Regions from separate parts of the Mus musculus genome. Here regions 2, 3 and 4 are each linked to region 1. A link is a contact called in public Hi-C and HiChIP or PLAC-seq data. All regions are on one chromosome and are shown on one strand. Each heading gives the region's core, a stretch centred on a gene start, on an enhancer-like site or on the middle of the called end of the contact. The rest is flanking DNA. Distances are from core to core; before and after follow the strand shown. Region 1 has its middle 30 kb from the start of I730028E13Rik. Region 2 overlaps Gm34974 (a long non-coding RNA gene). Region 3 overlaps Gm34974 (a long non-coding RNA gene). Region 4 has its middle 8.1 kb from the start of Gm34828.

Region 1 (3,571 bases), core at 914-3,413:
ACCCCTAGGTAGAGAACTAGCTGAACTAAGGGCTGTCGCTTTCCTGCAGGGAGCAGGAGATTCCTTCCAGTTCCCCTCCCCTTCACCTCAGAAAGCCCCAGGACAGAAAACCGAAGACCCTCCAGCTGGACCTCCTCCTTGGGGGGTGGAGATGGGGGAGACAGAACTCTTCTCTGACATCTCAGGCCATGGAGGGGAAGTGTCCTTGCCTGCCTGGCTTCTGCTTTCTTAAAGACTATTTGTGTCTCTTTTCCCTCAACAGTCCTCCTTACACACACACACACACACACACAGAGAGAGAGAGAGAGGGGGGGGCGTCTTGTGTCCACTCCAAACATAGATGACAAGGAGTCTCAGAAAATCGGCCTAAAGAAACACTGAACAAACTGTTTCCTGAACAGGCCTATCATCGTGACCCTTGTAAGCCAAGAGCTCACTTTATAACTTGGGAATGTACAAATATTTACAGTTGTGGGGAAGGGAGCCAACATCTTCTAGAGGGTCCCAGGATGGGAAAGGAGCTGAGGTCTGCCTAGCCAGTCTCTCCCTCACTATCCGGGACCTTACAGGATCCCCTGCACCTGGTCACCCTGTCTCTCTGCCCCTAGTTTTGGGTCTCTGCAGCCTCACAGTAGCGTATGTTCTTTCTCACAACTTTGGAAAACCACTGTCTCCATTTATTCTTGGGTTCCTGCCTCCATGGTCATGTTCCCTTGATAGGCTAGCACAGCCTAGCTGGCCAATGTCCATCTCAAACTATGACTTGCAAATCTGTTTCCCGTTCGACAGCTGAGTGGCTTGTCATGCTCCCACCCTGTGCCCATCGTTCCTGGTCTCAGAGACACAGCTTGCTCTCCATGCAGCGTGAGAGGGAGAGACGGTGGGAACAAACTTGTCCCGGATGCCTGAGCACCGTTCTAGCTATCTGAAACCAGCAGGTTCAGGACAACCCCAGGGAGAAGACATTCTTCTCCATTCATTTGGGAACTTGGTCTCCTGACCTAGAACTGAAAATACAGAAATAAAAGCAGGAGGGTCTCCAGGCCTAGTGACTTTATTTTATATTCTGTATCTGTATTGACTTAGTATCAGGGGAACTGGTTTTAAAGCTATTTCCTGTGTAATTAACTTCTCTAAGCCTAAGGTGACTACCCTGTCCCAGTTTGCCTAGACTTAAACCTGTGTGTGTGTGTGTGTGTGTGTGTGTGTGTGTGTGTGTGTGTGTGTGTGTGTGTAGGGTATGACATCCTTGGGTGTCATTTCTCAGATGCCATACACCTTGTTTTTTGAGTCAGGATCTTTTGCTGGCCTGGAATTAATCAAGTAGGCCAGGCAGGCTGCCCAGCAGGCTCAAGGGCTCTATCTGCTTGTCTGTGCAAGGACCGTAGATGGATGTGTGCTTATGGCCCACAGGAGATTGGACTAATGTTCTCATGCTCGCATAGCAAACACTTACTGACTAAGTTGGCTCCTCAGCCCCAAACCATCTTGTTGGGTTTGGGGTTTTTTGTGGGGAGCAGGGAGATGTTTTGGGCTTTGGTTTTGGCTTTTTACAGTGGTAAGACCTGTGTCCCCAGAGACTACTCAGTTCTGGGCAAATGGGTCCAGTTGGACACCCTTTAAAACTAATTCCCTCATGATGAAATGATAATAGTGGAGTTTCTGTGAAGTTTCTCTGAAAAATTGCTCACTCAAAACCTCCAGGATGCTGGCATATATACATACATGCACATATATGTACACATGTTCATATATAGGCACTCAACTGATGATTTCTTAAATTGAAAACTTAGTTTACTGTAGCAAGTTAGGAAGATGCAAGAGTGGAGGGGGGCTAAAAAATGGGCTTCCATAGTTTAAATGGGTAACGATTTTAAATGTTGACGAACATAAGGAGATCCCTCGCAGAGGGTCTCATGGCTCTCTCGTAGGAGTGCCCCATTAAGGTTCAGTTAAGTGCTCCAGGTGAGACTTCCTCTGACAGGAAAAGCGCTAATCCCATGCACTCTCACATCTGAAGAAGCAAAGTGGATGAAACTCCCCTGAGCAGAGCCACAGGAAATGCCTTAGAACCCTGAGTCTTAGTCTTATGGGTTAGCACCTGGCTACCCTGTGGCATTGGCTTTTGGCCAGGAGATAGGACAGGGAGGCACAGATGAGAGGCTCCCACGAGAGCCTGAGTCTGCAGTTCACCCCCTGTGACTGCAGACGCGTAGTCTTCACACGTCCGGTCTGGTCACCACATCTGTAAAATGAGGAAGAGAAAGCAGACAAGGTGTCTAACGGACAGACAGCAAGGAGGTCCAGAGCATGGGTCCACCACCCACGAGGCACCCATAGGGCAGTGGCTTTGGGGGCTGTCATTGTACCCTGTGCCTTGGCCCATGTCCTCATAAGTGATGATGGTGTGAACTAAGGCGCTTCTTGGTGCATGGGAAGTTCTCAGTAAGTACCACTCATTTTGTTGTCCGCCCCCTACTCTGGGCCTAACATGGAGGTCAACCGTGCCATCCTTCCCTCCCTACATCACCAAGGGTTAATGAATAATAAGCATTTATTAGGGTGTTTGGTTAGGTTCCTTTTCCCTCCTGAGCCTGCCCTATCACTCAGCTGGCTCATGTTGAACTTGAGGCAGACTTTAGAACCTCTTGATCTTTATGAGAGCTGTAGGCAAGCCAGGTCTCCCTCACACTGCCCTTGTGCAATTTCGTTTTGGAAACCGTGTTCGAGACATTAGATTTATTGATGCTGAGTTTCATCTGCTTGCTTTTGACCCAACATTCTCCACTGTCGAGATCATCCCAGACTCTAAATCTGTCAGCTCCTCCAGCTTGGAGTCATCTGCAAATTTGATGCACATGTTCCCCACATCTTCATCCAAGGTCTCAGCTTGAAACAACTATTTTTATAGATAAAAATAGACACTGAGATACAGGCCATTCTGCAGATCAGAGGGACCCACACTCAAGGCTGAGCAGCGGGGGAAACTCACCATGTGGAAGCAGGGGCTTACGACCCTAGATCAGATGTAAGACTTTTCCATACGTATGCCACTTACATGTGCCGGTATCTTCTCCCGAGGTTCCAGAATGTTTCCAGTGATGACAAGGAGAGTTCACTTCAAGGCCACCTGTGGTCACTTCCAACTTCTAAACCTGAGTCTACCAGGATGGGTTGAGTCTGTTGGCAACAAAGGCAGCCCCCAAAGCCAAGACCTGCCTTTCCCTATCCCACTGCTTCTCTAGCCAAAGATACCTGCTACTCATCCAAGAACTGCATCTTTATTGGCTCAGGGAGGTACAGGCCGTGGTGACTTAATACACTGCCTGCTTCTAGGGGGGTGGGGGGAGGGTCATGGAGTCTGAGCCACACTAAGACAGAGCTGCTCTCGGCCACCAGGAGCTGCCCATGGTTCTGAGCACAACCAGCCCAGGTCTTGAGGGCATCCTGTGTTACAGCGCAGGGTGGCCGGCAGGGCTTACTAACAAGAATGCAAGTCAGCATTATGGGAAAGGCCTTTGGCAAAGTACTAGGAAAAAGCTAGGAAAAAAAAATCTATGAGAAATTTCCT
Region 2 (3,384 bases), core at 665-3,164, 690 kb after region 1:
GTAACAATGTAGGTCTGCCCCTGTCTTATTCAAATAGTCCTCTGAAGGGGGACATGGTAATGAATTCGGAGACCTTGGTACTGCCATTGTCACCAATTTGAAGCTGTCTTGGGAGTTTCCCATCATTGCCAACCAGGAGATAATATCTCTCAGGAACCCCTGTATAACTGAGAGACTGAGATACCCAGTCCTATCTTTCTAGCTCCATGGGGGAGGGGGAGGACACCTAGCAGAGGCTGGCTACGGATGTAGCTCAGTTATGCTCTCCTAACATGGACAAAGCCCCAGGTCTGTCCCCAGCACAGTATCAAACTAGGGATGATGGCACGGAGCAGTAATCCCAGCACTGAAAGGGTAGATAAAGGATGGTCAGAAGTTCAAGGTCAGCCTTGGCTACATACTAAGTTGGAGTCCAGCCTGGGCTAGAGGAGAACCGAGGCCTGGATCCTGCCCCCACACCCCAGAAAGAGAAAAAGGAAGCACACACACACACACACACACACACAGTGGTGAAGCTGAAAGCCAGCCAGAAGCCACAGAAGGCAAAAGGCAAGAGATGCGATTTAATGACTTAGTGACCTCACGTCAGCGGCAGCCACTTATGAGTGCTGGTGGGTTATTTCCCTCTTGAACTAACTGGTCTTGAACTCTCAGGTTTCCCTGCTGATTTGCCCAGATCATTCTGGAACGAGGTCTTGGCCACACTTCCTACGCCTGAGGAAGGGGTAGGTACAGACCAAGAGCAACCCTGGGGTCTCTGCCTGGCCCCTCTCAGCCCCACTCAGGTCTGACCACAGGCCTTACACACTCCTGCCTGCAGCTGCAGCCAGCGAGACTGAGCACACCCCAGTCTTTGGATGTCCCTGCCTGGGGAGGCTAGGCCACTAACGCATCTTCTGGGTTTAAGAGTGCTGTCACTCCGCTAAAGCTCTGGGACCATCATGGACCAGGATCTTGTACTGTTCAAAAATATCTAGAAATGTGGGGCCTCGGAGAAACAGGAGGCCCCTGCGAAATGGTGCCAGGGAGGAGGCTCAGCTCTGTTTTGCAGCCCTCACTAAACAGGGATCATTGTGGGTTATGAAGCTACCCACCTTGTCCTGCACAGCACAGGAGCTTCCTCAGAAGCCCAGATCTGCGGAAGGGGCAGGGGAGACAACTGCAGGCAGAGCCATGCATGCAGTGACAGACTCTGTCTCAAAAAACGGCATGCAAGGTTTGTGAGGTGGCTCAGTGGTTAACAGCATCTGTTGCTCATACAGAAAACAAGAGTTTGGTTCCCAGTGCCCAAATCAGGCAACTCACAACCATCTGTAACTCCAGTTTCAAAGAATCCAGCACCCCTTTCTGTCCTCCATGGGTGGCAGGCACACACACAGCATACATACATATATGCACGCAAAACACTCATGAAGGTAAAATAAAAATAAATACATTTTTTTTAAAAAGGTGAACATCACCTAATGTCAACTGAGGCTCTCCTATGAACACATACATCCATGTGTGTGTGTATTTGCACACGTGCAAGCACAGATTAATTCTCCAAACACCAATGACACAGGAACTGTACAACCTGACAACCCCTCTCTGTGGACTGTGTAGTGACCCATGGCCACCTAAGAAAGTCACTCAGAATTTATAGCTTCAAATTCATGCCCCATAAGGTCCAATTCTGTGGGTTGTCATCAACTGACAGGCAGCCTTGTCTTGCTGTCCTCATAGGCCAGCCCCTTCCACAGGGGCGACCCGTGGGCCACCTTGGTGATGCCTCCAAGCTGAAGCCACAGGAACGCTTCCAATCTCCAGCTGACCTGCGAGAGGGAGTTGGGCAGCAGAGCTCAGAGGCTCAGAGCACAGAAGAGGACGCAGGGGACGCCCGATCTGAAGTGTGTGTGCTAGGCAAAGGGAAGGGAGGGGTCAAACGTGCACGCGGCGACCTGATGGATCTTAAAGCCACAGGGGAAGGAAACACTCAGACCTAGGACTGTGATTGATAAGCCATTTAAGACTCGAGGTAGGATCATTTTGTGTGTGAACAGGTTAGTAAGAAAGCTTATTGGAATGGCTGCTGGAGACGTGAGGGGGGAATGGAAAGAGGGGGGGTTAACTGCGTAAATGAATTAATAAACACAGGGACTTGTAGAAACCAGCCGCAGTGGAGCCTCGGGCAGGAAATTAACTCAACCCTCTACACCGGAAGTGACAGGAAGCAGCCCTCTCTTCCACCTGGGTCACTTGGGGTGATACCACCTACCACACTACAGCTTTTGAGGGAAGCTTCCTTCAAGGTGACTGGTTTGTAGGTGCTGGTGGCTGGTGCTTGGTTTTATTTTGTATCCAGATCTCTCTCTCTCTCTCTCTCTCTCTCTCTCTCTCTGTCTGTCTCTCGTTCTCTCTCTCTTGTTCTGTGTGTGTGTGTGTGTGTCTCCTGTCTCTCTGTTTGTTTCTGTGTCTCTCCTGTCTCTGTCTGCCTCTGTGCCTCTCTCCCTGTGTCTCTCTCTCGTTCTCCCTCTCTCTGTCTGTCTCTGTCTCTGTCTCTCTCCAGATCCAGATCTGTATGGCACAGACTGATACCCATCCCTTTCCTCTCCAGATCTTCTGCAATAGACCATCTCCCCAGGAAAACCCACCAGCATTCAGCCATCTAATAGCAGATCTACAAAGCCCTCTGGTTGAAATTGCTACCACCTCCTTCACAGATCAAGCCCTCTTGAGTTTCAAGCAGGAATATGAAGGACACTTGCTCTTATGTCAACTATGACACTTCAAGTTGCACATAGCAGCACACAAACAGCTCAAACTCACTGAAATAAAAAAAAAATGTTGTATGCCTGAGCAAGCCTGGTTTCTAACTCCAGCTCCTGCCCACTTTGGGTGGGAACCGCCCAGCAAACCTCTTAGACACAGTGTCCTCTAGTGGTCACTTCTGGTCTTACACCCTCTGCAATAGCTAGCTTGGTAGGATCAGGAAATCAACTAAGGTCTTTGAGCAGATAAGTCTATGAGAGCATTTCTGAGAAGGATTGACAGAGGAGAGAAAAGACACTCCTAGAGTGGGTGGCGCCCAGATATGAGGCTGATGTTGAGGGGAGAGCAATGATGCTCATTTGCCTGCCTTGCTTCCTGTTGATGAGCACATCTACCTCGACATCCTCCCTGAAGCCACCTATTGCTGATGTCAGAACCCAGCTTATTGGGTCTTCTGATATGGTCTGAAGACCAGTGGCTCTCCAGGAATCCCCCAGGCAGTCCAGGCCAGATGAGTGCTGGGACATGCAGCCTCGTAGATTGAGCAGCCAATAGGCAGACAGTTTTGTCTTTTGTAGTATCCGTTCCATCATCCGTTCAGTTCCTCCTCAGCTTCCCATCCTTCAGAGAGGGAGC
Region 3 (3,652 bases), core at 1,146-3,645, 730 kb after region 1:
GGTGAATTAAAGGCTCCATTTGAACTGCTCGCTCAGGCCAGGCGTCAGAGTCAACTTGGTCCTGGAATTCCCACATCTTGACTGCCTGGTACCCTGCCAGGGCTGAAGCCAGGGCTGAGAAGCTGACCCAGGAAAGAGGTAAGAGAGATGAGAAGCTGGGGTGTACCTAGGACGCCAGGGGTTGGACTCTGGAGGATGAAGAAGGACAGACAGACAACATGAAGTGCTGATGAGGGTGTGGGATAACCGGAGTGCTCATCACTTCTGAGAATGCAAAAGGGTACAGGGTTGTGGCAAACAGACCCACTGCTTCTTTTAAAATGAGTCACAGGGCTTAGTGACGTGGCTGAGGGCATAAAGGGCCCCGCCTCCAAGCCCGATGATCTGAGTTCTATCCCCAGAATCCACGTGCTAAGAGGAGAGAACAGACTCCCACAAGCTCTTCCTCTGACCTCCACATGCTCACCATGGCACACACACAGTAAACAAAATAAAATTAGGCAAGTATGTAGCATACATCTGAGGTATGTACCTCAGAGTATAAAAACTTACAGTCAGGCTGGAGAGATGGCTCAGCGGTTAAAAGCACTGACTGTTCTTCTGAAGGTCCCGAGTTCAAATCCCAGCAACCACATGGTGGCTCACAGCCATCTGTAATGAGATCTGACGCCCTCTTCTGGTGTGTCTGAAAACAGCTACAGTGTACTTACATATAATAAATAAATTTTTGCCGGGCAGTGGTGATGCATGCCTTTAATCCCAGCACTTGGGAAGCAGAGGCAGGTGAATTTCTGAGTTTCAGGACAGCCTGGTCTACAAAGTGAGTTCCAGGACAGCCAGGACTATACAGAGAAAACCCTGTTTTAAAAAAAAAAAAGAAAAAGAAAAAGAAAAGAAAAAAAGAAAAGAAAAGAAAAGAAAAGAAAACTTACAGTTATTCCAAAATCCATATACAAAGATAAACAGAACCTTTATCTATAGCGGCCAAAAGATGGAAGTTGAGTCAGAAACTGTCCAGCTGTCCATACTGAGGGCCTACCCAGGAGTAGAGACTGCAAGCGTGACAAGATACCAATGGCTGGTACCCTGTCCCAAGTGTCATGAACACAACACAAGAGAGAAGGTAGATGCAGAACTCACCTGTACCCTCATTAGAGGAGTTCCCCAATCATAGTCTGAAAAGCAGACAGGAAGTGGGGGATACTGACTGGCAGGGGCAAGGAAGAACTTTCTGGAGAGATCAAAACATTAGACATACATTTAGCAAAATCCATTGAGCCGTGTGCTTCAAATGAGCGTGTTTTTCTATCCGTGTTATAAAGTGAACAGGAAAACCACACCAAGCTGAGGTACCAGTGTGCCCCTGTTGTCCCAACTCCTGAGGAGGCTGAGGTCACCAACTTGAAAGTGGGTGGGATGCTACACACCTGTAATCCTGGCATTCAGGAGCCTGGGACAGGAGAATCGCCACAAGTTTAAGGCCAGCCTGCGCTACAGACTGTCTCAGAAAAACTAGCAAATTAGTACAATGAATGTATATGAAGATGATGAACCCATGAGTTCAAGAGAAGCCCAGGCAGTGTACAGGAGCCCCCTTCAAAATGGAAACAAGGCCCCTGAGATGAGTGGCCAAGGTCGCATACAGATCGAGTGAGTGCTATTGGCAGTGAATACTTGTTAGTTGTTGGAACTGGTGGTGGTGGTGGAATTTTGGGTTGGTTTTATTGTGGGATGGGTGCCATGTATCCCAGTTGGCCTTAGAATTGCTAGGATGATCCTCCTGCCTCACAAGTGCTGGGATTACAGGAGTGGACCACCACCCCTAGTCTATGTGGTACCAGGGATCAAACCCAGAGCTTCTCGTGTGCCAAGCAAGCTCTTTACCAACTAGGCCACATGCCCAGCTAGACAATGAGGAATTGAATGGCTCCTGGAATTCTTGCCCACAGCCTTTGGTTAGCAAGTGTCTTGGGCCACAGCCGTATTGCTGACGTAGGATTACAGACACCTACTCTAAGGCCCTAGACCATTAGAAGACACGGTCAAGACCACACGGTGACCTACCTGCATGGACGGCTGCTGCCAGTGTGGGACTATAAATGTTTCCCTCTTCCTCACACACCTTCCTCCAGGCAAAGGACAGCTGGGAGGTTCTAACTGACTCCCCAGTGCTCAGGGCCCAGCTAGGTGCTCCCCACAGGCAGAGGGAACTGAGAGGAGGACTCACAGATTCTTTGAGCTTTGGGCGACTGTGGGCTGACCACCGTCACCAGGAGGTGCTTCTCGCCCTCTGGCCTGGGTGAGTAGATGAAAGAACAGCCCAGGCAGGCTTTGCTCAGAAAGATCTGGTTTCACCTTGAAGCTTTTTCCAGCATAGCTGGCCAGCAGAGATTAAGATCTCAGAGACCAACGTGACTGCTGGAACGGTGATTGGTCCGTTCTCCGGTGCTTGCCTCCTGAGAAAGGCAGTTTGTTTGAGATCTGACTCCAACCCGCAGGGGGAAACTATGCCAGGCCACACTGGAGCTGACAAGTGGAGAGAGAGAGAGAAAGAGAGAGAGAGAGAGAGAGAGAGAGAGAGAGAGAGAGAGAGAGAGAGCCACGCTAGCTAGCTAGAGAGGACCCCAATCTGTGCCTCAGGCTCTTCCTGCGGTCAGTGGGTCCTCTTGGGAGAGATTTCCAGCCTAGCAGTTGCCTTGATTCTACTGGAGCCAGTCTGTGTTGCGAGGAATCCAGTTGGAAAGGCAACCTGAGTTCTGTCCCTTCCTTGCAGGAAAGAAACAACTTCACAAAGCTGCCCTCTGACCTCCACATGCACACCTAAGCTCCACACACAACAATGAGTAAAAGTGATACAGAGGGGCTGAAAGCCTGCAAAGATCTATGACAGAATGGAGCATACAGCCTTCTAGCACTCAAAGACAGGGTCTTCTCGGGCTCTTTCGCTCTGTGCCCAGCTCAGTCTGGATCTCTAAGATTCATCCCCTCCACTCCCTTGTACCCATGGCTTCTTGGCATCGCTCAAACTCCTCGGCTTCCCTCATCCAACTGGCCTTGAGGCCACCAGCTTCAAGCTGCCAGGTATCATCTGCTAATTGCCACCCCCCCAACACACACACACACACACACACACACACACACACACACCTTCCATCCAGCCCAATTGTCCAGCCTGAGAGGCTAAGAAGTAGGACCTGACTGGACACTGTCCTAGAGGTCCAGTGGACTCAATGCATCAAAGATGGGGTGGGAAGATAGAGTCCTGAGCAGTGACAGTTTCCATGAGGAAGATTCCCTGTGGGCAGCCTCCTGCTGGGTGTCCCCTGCTGATGTAAGCATCCATCCTGTTCTTCCACTCCCAGGAAGTGTTCTAGAGATAGGCATGGCCCAGAGCCTGGGGAAGCCATCTAAGAGACCTACGGAGCATCACACCAAAAGAACAGCGAAAACACATTGTGGCTCTGTCAGAAGCCAACAGCTCTGTTCTCCCCACGACAAACACAAGCACAGACAGGTTTCTTGTTTGTTTGTTTGTTTGTTATTGAGACAGGGTTTCTCTGTGTAGCCCTGGCTGTCCTGGAACTCACTCTGTAGACCAGGCTGGTCTCAAACTCAGAAATCCACCTGCCTCTGCCTCCCAAGTGCTGGGATT
Region 4 (3,838 bases), core at 623-3,122, 660 kb after region 1:
GCTCTCTCACAACCTGACCCTTCTCGGACAGGCCTCTCACCTGGGGGGTCTCAGCCCTAACTCAAAGAGGCCAGGTTTCAACCTCTGGCCTCCAACTCCTGCCCCACTCCTAGGCAGGGCCAGGCCCTTTCCACTGGCTCCATTAGAGCCAGTTCAGGCCACTTACTCACAAGTTTTATGCCCACTAATTCCCAGCCCCACGGGGACCATTTTCAGTTCATCTCCATATGTCTCATCCCCGGTGGCTTTGCATCCTGCTGGGCCTATGTAAATAACCAGATGCAGGGTGGGCCTAGTGGTATAACAAGACACTCCACAAGGACTGAAGATGCCTCCAGTGATGAAGAGGAGGAAAACACTAGCACCCTACCTCAGGAGCTCTAAGGAGGTAACAGGCATCTGAGAGCCATCCAGGGTGCTCACGAAGCCCAGTGGTGAGGGATTAGCTCTGTGGACACTGCTGAACTCTAAGACTCTAGGATGGAATCCTGGGAGTGCTGGAGACATCCAAAAAGTGGTCTCTCTCCCTACTACATCCCCAAGCATCCAGAGCTTGAGCCAAGGTAAATAGACTGAAGGACTGAGGAAGACTTGCATCTCTAGCCAGTCCCACCCAGGAGTAGCCTTATGAAGAGGTTGGAGCCTCAGGAGTTGGCCATCCTAGAGGAGGGACAACAAAGTCATTCCAAAAAGAAGTACCCCACAGCTGAGTGCCAAGGAACAGTTCCATGTCCCGCCCCAATCCATCCCTAGGTGACTGCCCACAGATCATGCCTGACATTCTGGAGGACAGATCATCTGCCCATGTGGGAGGGGTCACAGCCGGGAAGTAAAGGACAGTGACCTACAGAAGACAGATAGGGAGTGTGGGAAATTTGGTGTCACTAACAACCTCTCTTCCTAGAGAGCCAAGCAGGGCTAGAGGTGACAGATTTCACCTGACCTTGGTCTTGTGTGATCTGGAGATGTGTCAATCATGACCACGTGCCAACACCAAAGGAGATCAAACAGGAGCAGAGGCTGGAACAACTCCTGGCAGAACAGCACAGCCAGCTAACAACTCTCAGAGTCTGTTTCCTTCCCATCCCTTCCCCAAGACCAAAGTGCCTCCCTGAGCCTGATCCTCAACACATGGACCTCAAGGTACAAGGACCAGATGAGAACCCCAGATCACCTGAGCCCCTTTTTACAGAGACGGAAACCGAAGCTCTGGAAAGGAAAGGCTCAGCAGAGCATACATGCAGCTGCTGGAACGGAACACCAGTTCAAAGCAGAGCAAGGATGAAGCTCTCCATCCCACATGGCACCACCCCTGCATCACCCCACCCCCAGGCGCATCTGTCCGTGAAAACTGTTACTGTCAGTCGCCGCCCTCCCCAACCTCCATCCTTCCCTTCTTCCTGAAACCAGAACATTGTGCAGAGTAGAGAGGTGGGAGTAGGGCAGCCAGTGGGCAGAAGTGTGATGGTGAAACTCAAGGTACTGGAGAGAAGAAGTCTGGGGACAGCCTCATCACTTTGGGCCATGCAGCCTGGCTGTTGGTACACTGCGCCCCACTGTGCTTTGTCCTGGCTCCTAGCTTGCCCTCCCAGGTTTGACGCACAGCAGTGAAATGCAGAGCTGACCGAGAGAAAAAGCACCTAATCATGTAAGACCCACTCCTGAGAAGCCAAGGCGCGTCACACCCCCAGGTCCTGGTCCCAGGTGCTCTCTGTAGCCCACTGGATGTAGTTGGCCTCATACAGCCATATGAAACTACAGTTAAAAAGGCACAGCAGCAATCCGGAGCTCTCCCTGTTTACGACAGAGTACCACCTCCTACAGCAGCCGCACCACCTTCGCCCACACATGCCTGATGCCACCAAAACAGGCTGTCACAGCAGAGACAGGCCTCTGGTGCCCTCTACTGTTTGACACTCCTGCACCATAGCTGGAGGATGGCACCAAGGCTGGCAGGGGAGACTGGGGAATGGCACCTGCCCCCATTGGGTTGTCCCAGTTTATAACAGCCCCTCCATCCATTTTCCAAGGGGATCCAAAAAAGCATGATACCGCTGCCAGGGGTAGATCAGCAGGGTGTGTCTTGTTGACAGACCACCTAGAGGAATGGCTTGCTAGTGAGCCAGCATGGTAGTGCACATCTGTAATCCCACACCCAGAGAGGCTGAGGCAGGAGGATCCCAAGTTCCAGCCAATCTGGGATGCCTAGGGAGACCCTGATCAGAAAAGAGCTGCTAGTAAGACAGGCTCCTCTCCATCATGGACTGTCTCTCTGCAGAGGCTGCTTCCAGTGTCCCCAACTTGTAGTTCAAGGTCATCACTACTCACAAGGACAATAGCCTCCCTAATTCTGCCCTACTTAGGATCCCCAAGAGTCAAAGAACACAGAAGTAAAATAGCTAGAGATGTATGGCTAGGTATGGAGAGCCACATACAAAGACACATGCCTCTCTCTCCTCTCTCTCTCTCTCTCTCTCTCTCTCTCTCTCTCTCTCTGTCTGTGTGTGTGTGTGTGTGTGTGTGTGTGCGTGCGCGCGCGCTCATGAATATACATATAAAGAGAAAGAAGGAGGTCGAAAGGGAGAAGGGGAAACTGTTGTGAACTGTCCCCTGTCCACTGTCTGCAGAGCTGACCAGTGCCTAAAGCTTTTGGGACGAGATGACATAGCCGGGAGTGTCTAACCCACCTGACAGCAAGTACAGGCCAGAATATATGGGAATTTGGCCCAAGACAAAACTTTAAACTTACTTAAAATACTATGAAGTGGTTTCTGTTGCAATTTTTGTAACTTGAGTGCATGATTCTCAATCACGAACTCTGTAGATGATGTCATTCTGCCTGCTGCCACTCAAAATAACCATAGGCCTGGTCTAGCAATGCCTGGGCCATGGGTAGGATGTCCCTGGAATAAAGTGCAGCTCAAGACAACTCTTCATCAACCAATATGCCCCCAGAGAAGCCAAAGAGAGGGGCTCCTCGGCTCTAGATCACAGTCTCTAGTTCAACTTCACAACATCGGCCTGGAATCCACTGGATTTCTAATCACCTAGACAGAAACAGGCAGTGGGCTTGATTGATTTAAATGTTAGTCTCGGACATAAAATATTTTGTGATACCTTGGCTGGTGTCTGACTAAACCACCAGTCACCGTAGCATATGCAAATCAACACATGCCATCAGCCATCGCACTCCTCGTGGGCTTTGTGTGTCCACCAAGCATGTGCCAAAGTATCAACTCTGCGCCAGATCATGGGAAACCTTGTGTGTACAAGGCACGTCTCTATTCTTTCACAGTCTTTGTTAACCTGGGGCTTCCTGGTCCAAAGGGCCAGCCTTAACAGATGAATTGATTGATGACTTATCTTGCTTCTGTGTCACGATGCTTGGCAAAAGCAACTTAAGGGGAAAGGGTTTGTTCCGGCTCACAGTTTCAGTGTGCAGCCCGTTGCAGCAGAGAAGGCATGGGAGTGGGAGCTTGAGGCAGCTGGCCACGTTGCACCCAGGGTAGTCAGGAAGGAGATGTGATGTGCTGCTGTTGTTTATCTCACTTCCTCCTTCTCTTCAGCCTAGGCCTCCAGTCCCTAAAATGTGCACCCAAGTTAGGGAGATTCTTTTCATCTCAGAGAATCTAGTCTGGATCCTCTCAGGTATGCCTAGAAGCTTGTCCCCTAGGCGACTGTAGATTCTGCAAGGTGACAATCAATATAAGCCATCAGGACTGGAGAGATGGCTCAGTGCATGAATCATTCAGATGCCCATGTAAAAGCCAGGAAGGTATGGCAGCTCCACCCTGTAACTCCAGAATTTGTATGGCAGGGCAATCTCAGAGCAAGTCGG

What was found. HiChIP or PLAC-seq counts read pairs in DNA pulled down with a chosen protein or histone mark. A called contact is a pair of places that touch in the nucleus more often than the background predicts.
Region 2: a RAD21 HiChIP or PLAC-seq map of pro-B cells shows a contact between it and region 1, with 8 times the contacts expected there. The contact joins two enhancer-like sites. A contact is called at or near these places in 3 of 15 datasets of contacts at CTCF or cohesin (large pre-B cells, pro-B cells and stem cell-derived epiblast-like cells), 1 of 484 Hi-C or Micro-C datasets (bone marrow-derived macrophages), 3 of 115 datasets of contacts at active chromatin or transcription factors (embryonic basal ganglia, embryonic stem cells and large pre-B cells) and 1 of 9 other capture datasets (embryonic stem cells).
Region 3: a contact with region 1 is called in a Hi-C map of uterus, with 4 times the contacts expected there. The contact joins two enhancer-like sites. A contact is called at or near these places in 1 of 15 datasets of contacts at CTCF or cohesin (large pre-B cells), 6 of 484 Hi-C or Micro-C datasets (the N1E-115 cell line, bone marrow-derived macrophages, granulocyte-monocyte progenitors and 2 more), 3 of 115 datasets of contacts at active chromatin or transcription factors (embryonic basal ganglia, large pre-B cells and microglia) and 1 of 9 other capture datasets (embryonic stem cells).
Region 4: a contact with region 1 is called in a Hi-C map of bone marrow-derived macrophages, with 15 read pairs. The contact joins two enhancer-like sites. A contact is called at or near these places in 3 of 15 datasets of contacts at CTCF or cohesin (CD8 T cells, large pre-B cells and pro-B cells), 2 of 484 Hi-C or Micro-C datasets (bone marrow-derived macrophages and memory CD8 T cells), 3 of 115 datasets of contacts at active chromatin or transcription factors (T-cell acute lymphoblastic leukemia, fibro-adipogenic progenitors and microglia) and 1 of 9 other capture datasets (embryonic stem cells).

What each region holds. Positions count from the first base shown.
Region 1 is chr9:61,166,933-61,170,503 of GRCm38.p6, forward strand. No RefSeq gene overlaps it. Among named protein-coding and RNA genes, the nearest start is that of I730028E13Rik, 30 kb to the left of the region's middle. Within about 2 kb of position 2,164, at least 49 of the 459 cell types and tissues checked have an H3K27ac peak or open chromatin away from gene starts, as enhancers often do. A contact at or near this core is called in pro-B cells and uterus, where this site is marked.
Region 2 is chr9:61,857,482-61,860,865 of GRCm38.p6, forward strand. Gm34974 (a long non-coding RNA gene) reads right to left here. Exons shown (of 6, transcript XR_001779199.2): 6 at 2,696-3,384. Among named protein-coding and RNA genes, the nearest start is that of Gm34828, 37 kb to the left of the region's middle. Within about 2 kb of position 1,915, at least 46 of the 459 cell types and tissues checked have an H3K27ac peak or open chromatin away from gene starts, as enhancers often do. A contact at or near this core is called in pro-B cells, where this site is marked.
Region 3 is chr9:61,892,831-61,896,482 of GRCm38.p6, forward strand. The region is part of intron 1 of Gm34974 (a long non-coding RNA gene); the gene reads right to left. Among named protein-coding and RNA genes, the nearest start is that of Gm34974, 4.1 kb to the right of the region's middle. Within about 2 kb of position 2,396, at least 11 of the 459 cell types and tissues checked have an H3K27ac peak or open chromatin away from gene starts, as enhancers often do. A contact at or near this core is called in uterus, where this site is marked.
Region 4 is chr9:61,828,574-61,832,411 of GRCm38.p6, forward strand. No RefSeq gene overlaps it. Among named protein-coding and RNA genes, the nearest start is that of Gm34828, 8.1 kb to the left of the region's middle. Within about 2 kb of position 1,873, at least 19 of the 459 cell types and tissues checked have an H3K27ac peak or open chromatin away from gene starts, as enhancers often do.